Linked DNA regions of Gossypium hirsutum: region 2 is linked to region 1. The links are chromatin contacts, called in public Hi-C maps. All regions are on one chromosome and are shown on one strand. Each heading gives the region's core, a stretch centred on a gene start, on an enhancer-like site or on the middle of the called end of the contact. The rest is flanking DNA. Distances are from core to core; before and after follow the strand shown. Region 1 holds the start of LOC107892158. Region 2 holds the start of LOC107892154 (protein NUCLEAR FUSION DEFECTIVE 4).

Region 1 (2,887 bases), core at 101-2,600:
GAAGAAAGAGCCTTCAACGCTAGTGAGTCATTCCCAGGGAGATTAACACCAGAACCACGTGATGGACTTGTAGAGTTAGCCATAATGAACCAAAGAAATACCAAGAATATGATCATATAAGAAAATTCGTGTGGAAAAGAAGCTTTAGTACCATGTTAAAGATCAAGAACAAGCTAAGAAAAATTGTTTGGCAGCTGAGAAAATAAGAAACAAAAACACAAAATGAATATAAATGAATCACTGATTGAATTATTTATGACTGCAAATTTATACACCTTATATACAAGTGCACTCATTGTACTTGTCAATAACTTATACATAACAATATTTCAACTAACTACAACTGTTTTGACTAACTACTTAACAATATTGTAATAACTCTCAACTGCTACCAGCTTGTTGACTTGAAATGTTGAATGAAGCTTGGTTTAGTACACTAACACACCTAAACTTTTTTTTTCCGAATCGGGTACCTAAACTTTATTCATAACTAAAGTTGACCCTATTGTTGCAGTCCGTTAAAAAAAGCCAGAGCCAATTAAGAAGCATCACATCACCATGTCACTAAAATTGAACTAAATAAAAAAAAGTTATATTAGTATTAAATAAAAATAATTATATTAAAATTAAATAAAAAAAACCTCCTACGCCATCCCTCTCTTTCTCCCTCTCTCCCTCCTCTCACATCATGCCATTGAATCAACCTCAACTCACCTTTCGATGTCAAATTTGGTTTTAGTCTTAAGTTAACAAATCTCTCCCAAGGCCAAACTAATCGAAATGCTAACTAAAGGGAAAGCTTAAACACCTCATCTTTCTCCATTTTAGTTGAAGTAGTCATTGCATCTTTCTTGCAAACACAAGTCTCTATAAATAGTAACAAGTACAAGTGCTAAAGTCCTTTTAGCTAAATGAATTGCAATGGAGAATATGGAAATGAGGAGAGCGACAGGGTGGGGGTGAAAGAGGGAGAGGGAGAATAATTTTTTTATTTAATTTAATATAAATATAAATATAAATATTTTTATTTATTAATAGAATTTTTTTATTTAATTAGATTTTAATGGTGTGGTGATGTGGTGCTTCTTGATTGATTCTGATTTTTTTTAAATGAATGTAAATTGATTACGAAATAAATTTTGAGTACCCAATTCGACAAAAAAATGAATATTTTTTTAAATTAAAAAATATAAATATTTAACTCAAACGACGGACTACCTCTATTCAATTAAACCTTAATATTTATAGAAATTGGCTCGGGACTGAAATCTAGGTCCAAATCTGATCCAAAGCGGGCCGGGCTGATGAGCAAGCTGAATAACTCCCTCCAGGTGGAACTTAATCTAAAAGAGGGTAACTTTGTAACTGTACAGTAATGAGAAAAATACCTTGTTGATTCGCCTGTCCTCTACTTTTAGAAGCATATTTATTTATTTATTTTTCATTTGGATATCTCATTTCCTTAAATTTTGTTCGTCAATGGCGAATTCCCAGTTGCAGAAATACGGGACATTATCAAGGGAGCAATTGTCATATCTATTTGATCGATTCTCTCTTCTTATTGCCCAGCCAGGTATTTTCCATGTTTTCTTTCATTTCCTCTACTTTTTAATCGCCTTCGTTTCTCCTTTTTTTTCCATCCTCGTGAGTAGTAACATTTTCCTTATCTTGGCAGATTTTAAGAAGAGGATTCTAGACGCTGTGAATGACAAGCAGGTTGTTTTTTTTTTTAATTTGCTTTTAGTTTCTGTGGTTAGGAATTAAGGGCTTGAGAGCTTCAGCTGGATACATAAATTCACTTTTGAGGAGAATGCTTCGTTTATGATTGGTCTAATTATGTTTTCGATCCCTTTACTATGCCAAAATTTAGTATTCTATGCTTCTACTTTCATTTTACATAATTTGGTCTCTCTATTTTTTATAATACATGACTAGTATAGGTCGAAATTGATAATATTGTTCTAGTAATGACATGGATTATTTTCAAACTACTTCATCTTCCATGTAAATTTATTATTGATCAACATGGTCGACAAGATTTTCATGTGAGCTTGAATGTGTGATCGAATAATAATTATGCAAATGGCTTTGTATTTTAACAAAATTGTATTTTAACAAAATTCTTTTAGGCTTTGCTTGGTTGGGTGGGAAGAAAATTGGAAAGATGGAAATCGAAAGGGTGGAAAAGTAGAAAGATGGAAAATATAAATTTTCTTTCCATAAAGGTGCTTGGTAGGGAAGGTGGAAAAATTGAAAGAAAATTACATATTGTTTCTTTCTATTGCTTAGTAGAGTTTAAAAAATGAGATGAAAAAAAAAATGAAACTTTTGAAAAATGCATAGCTTTAAACTTAGGTACACTCCTCATTTTCTCTCCTCTTGTCATTCCAATTTGGAATGATTGGTTTTTATACATTAGGATGGAAAATGATCATTTCTCCTATTTTCTTTTTCCTCTCATTTTTCTTCCCTACCAAGCATACTCAAAATTTATTTTCTTTCCACTTGTCCATTCCCTCCTTCTCTACTTCCACTTTTTCTCCCAACCAAGCATACCTTTAGTTCGTTATGTTGGTTTAAATATGTTCCTTTTTTATTATGTAAACTGATTTTGATTATGCGTTAACAATATGCTTTTAGACTGTTGTCATTTGTCATTTAGTACTTCCGTTTGAGTTATAATTGTGGACATGAAAGTAAGACTTCAGAATTTAGATATGACCTTTGTAGTATCATAGGGAATGTTGATTATTTTTAAGTGTCTTAACCCCATTTAAAGATTTACAAATCCTTCTGTAGGAACCGGTTGCTGTTACCACGGCAGTTCAGGAAGAGATATTTTTGGAGATGGGTGTTGGTAAGTTTGTCTTTCTATATCATGAATTAC
Region 2 (2,887 bases), core at 254-2,753, 210 kb after region 1:
TTAGCATACCCTAGAGATTGGCTCATCTGACCAAGATCATCTATAACTGTCAGCCCTGATCCCCCACCTAATAGAAGAGAGAACATAATAAGCCAAAAGTCTGCTCTGATCAAAGCCTGCGTCAAGGTGAAGTCCTCTCCTCTACGAGGACCTTTCCTTTTCTTCACCCTTACTGCCCCTTCAGCAGCCGCTCGGAAAAGTTCTGCTTGCAACAGAGCATTTCGTTTTTGCCCTTCCGGCACCGCAAGCGAGTCTACTTCCTCGGGTTTTTCATTTTTAAACTCACTGGATACTACTTCATGTTGCTCAGGCCTTGGTAGAAGAATCTCTTCTGCTGGATCTCTAGGCTCTTCGCGGAAACTCAATCCGACGGGAATCAAAAGAAGAACAAACAAAATCAGAGTAAAAACTGTGACTAAATTGTGGCTCATACTAACAAGATCTTCCAGAATCATGATTGCCATCAAGTAAGTAGCCAGAAGGAGGCACACACAATAAACAAGTGTGAAACTTGAACCATCAGATGGACGCACTTGTTTGTGACCTCCAACAGGTCTGATAATGAACATTAAAGCAATAACCACCATTGTTGGTCCAACTGCAACCATGAATATGAAAGATGATTGATCTGGGAAATTAATCAGTGTGTATATCTGACTCAAAATTGCACCGCTCAAAGCAGTAAATCCCTTGAGAATTCCTACCACTGGACCCGTGCTTTCTGGAAAGTTTTGCAAACCAGAAACAAGTGCAGCCGTATTGAAGTAGGTCTCACCATTGTTTCCCACAAATATTAAGACGCACATCTGCATACTGAGATTGGTTATCAAAGATTTTTCACTAAAATGCTATCGGATTGATAGCTATCTAGCATCATACTATATGAGCCAAAATGCTCAAAATAGAAGAAGAAACAGAGGATTACAAATTGATAGAATTAAACCAAGCAAACAAGAAAAGAAGAGCTTTTAAATGATACTCACAGCCCACAATGGAAAAACTGGTACTTTCCCTGTAACAATCAACCAAACGGAACCATAACCCATAAGATTCTGCAAAGCACCAACGAGCGAAACACTCCATAGAGGCAATATCTCAGACAATGTCCCAGCTATGAGCCCAATACTGCCTCCAAGATCTTTAGCCACACCCAACTTTGAAATCTGCTTTTGATTATAATTCAAAGAAGTCTTTATCACTGATGATATGCTACCAAATATATAGCCAGGCCCAGAACAAGATTGCATCCACATTGCAGGAACAAAAACCAGTCATCTATTGTTTAGAAAAGCCTGAAACCCTTCTTCCAGTCCGGCCATTATGCAGTCCTCCGAAAACAACCCAAAACGAACAAAGTGAGAGACTTTTGAGCTTTAGGGTGCTGTTAATATGCAAAACGACAGAGGAGAAACCTAAAAAACTTAAATCATGTTAATGTCATGTTTCTTTGGGTCACCGGTCATGGAGATATTCAGTTTAACTTTTGCAAGGTGCCTTTTCTTACTTTATTTATTTTCTAATAATTTTGTAATGGTAATATATAATATTATACATAAAAGTTACAAACCTGTAATAACTTTCAAATTATTAAAAATCTGTAACAGTTTTTCAAAAGGGAGGAAGAAATCGTTTTCCCTTTACATCAATTTCATTAATCAACATAAAAAAAGGAATCTGGTAGTAGATAAAGTCAGTTTTGGAAGCTTATTCTTGCAGGGGAATGCATTTAGGAGATACCTCTAAAATAGAGGAATTAATTAAATTAGTCATATTATTATTAAATAAATTAATTTAATTCATGTATTATTAAAAAAATTAAATAAGATTAAATTAAAATAAAGTTAACATTTACTATTTAAAAAATAATTTATTGTTTAATAAAATTATTATTTTAATGTTTTAACGATGTTGTAAATGAAAATTTTTATTTAAATTAAATTTTGATAAAAAAATATTTCTTAATATATTTTTTAAGAAATAAATATTAATTTTATTATAATTTTGACTAATTTAATTTTTTTGTGTTACTACTTTTGATTTTTAGGGTGCTGTTAATATGCAAACACAACAAATGAGACATGGACAATTAAATTGTGTGGCCGACAAGAAAAAAAAAACAGCTAAATTATGTGGATGGGATGCTTCTTTGGGCCACCAGTCCTGGAGATATTCAGTTTAGCATTCTAGCGGGGATAATATAAAATTAATTTTTATTTTTATTTTTAATGACATGGGATGATTCGTTAAGAGTGTATAAAATCATACACTACCATCAAATATTAGAATAACTATATAAGACAGCACACAGACGATGTAGCTTTTCTATCCTATTTTTAATTGGGCAAGTATTTGGTAATATTATAGGATTAATTTATACAAATATGTGGATTTTTTATAAAATTTATGAATTTAGGTTTTTTTTTATATATTTGTGAGAAAATGAAAATGTGTTCTCTAGGATGCGGTTTCAAGCAACGGTAACATTCCTTCCAATGGTCACAATTTCAACGGCTACATACCCCAATAGTAATATTTTTTTTTGTATAAACCCCTCTAAACTTTATATTTTTCCATTCAGACCTATTATCTTCATTCTTAGTTCTCTCAATAATTTTGTTTTAAATCTTTCTCTTAATCCTATTCTCTTCGATTTTGTTTTATTCCTTTTAATTTGTAAAATGACAATTCAGCTTATAAGTTTGGATGACAAGTACTAGAAAGAACTCATGTTTTCTCCCAACTTATTGGCTAATTTGCCCCCATTTAGTTATCTTTAGCACATATTTTAGCATTTTCAGTTTAGTAATTTACATTTTATGACTCAATGGATCTTAGTTTATTTACCCTTAATTTTGTCATATTTTGGTACTGATGTCACTGCATGAGT

Evidence for each region. Hi-C and Micro-C count contacts between places; a contact is called where the count stands out from the background.
Region 2: a contact with region 1 is called in a Hi-C map of leaf, with 1.9 times the contacts expected there. The contact joins the promoter of LOC107892154 here to the promoter of LOC107892158 in region 1. A contact is called at or near these places in 3 of 34 Hi-C or Micro-C datasets (callus and leaf).

What each region holds. Positions count from the first base shown.
Region 1 is chrD09:12,396,166-12,399,052 of Gossypium_hirsutum_v2.1, forward strand. LOC107892158 reads left to right here and starts at 1,351. Exons shown (of 8, transcript XM_016817163.2): 1 at 1,351-1,573; 2 at 1,676-1,716; 3 at 2,800-2,857. The coding sequence starts at 1,480.
Region 2 is chrD09:12,604,872-12,607,758 of Gossypium_hirsutum_v2.1, forward strand. It overlaps LOC107892154 (protein NUCLEAR FUSION DEFECTIVE 4), which reads right to left and starts at 1,504. Exons shown (of 3, transcript XM_016817157.2): 1 at 984-1,504; 2 at 1-806. The coding sequence starts at 1,253.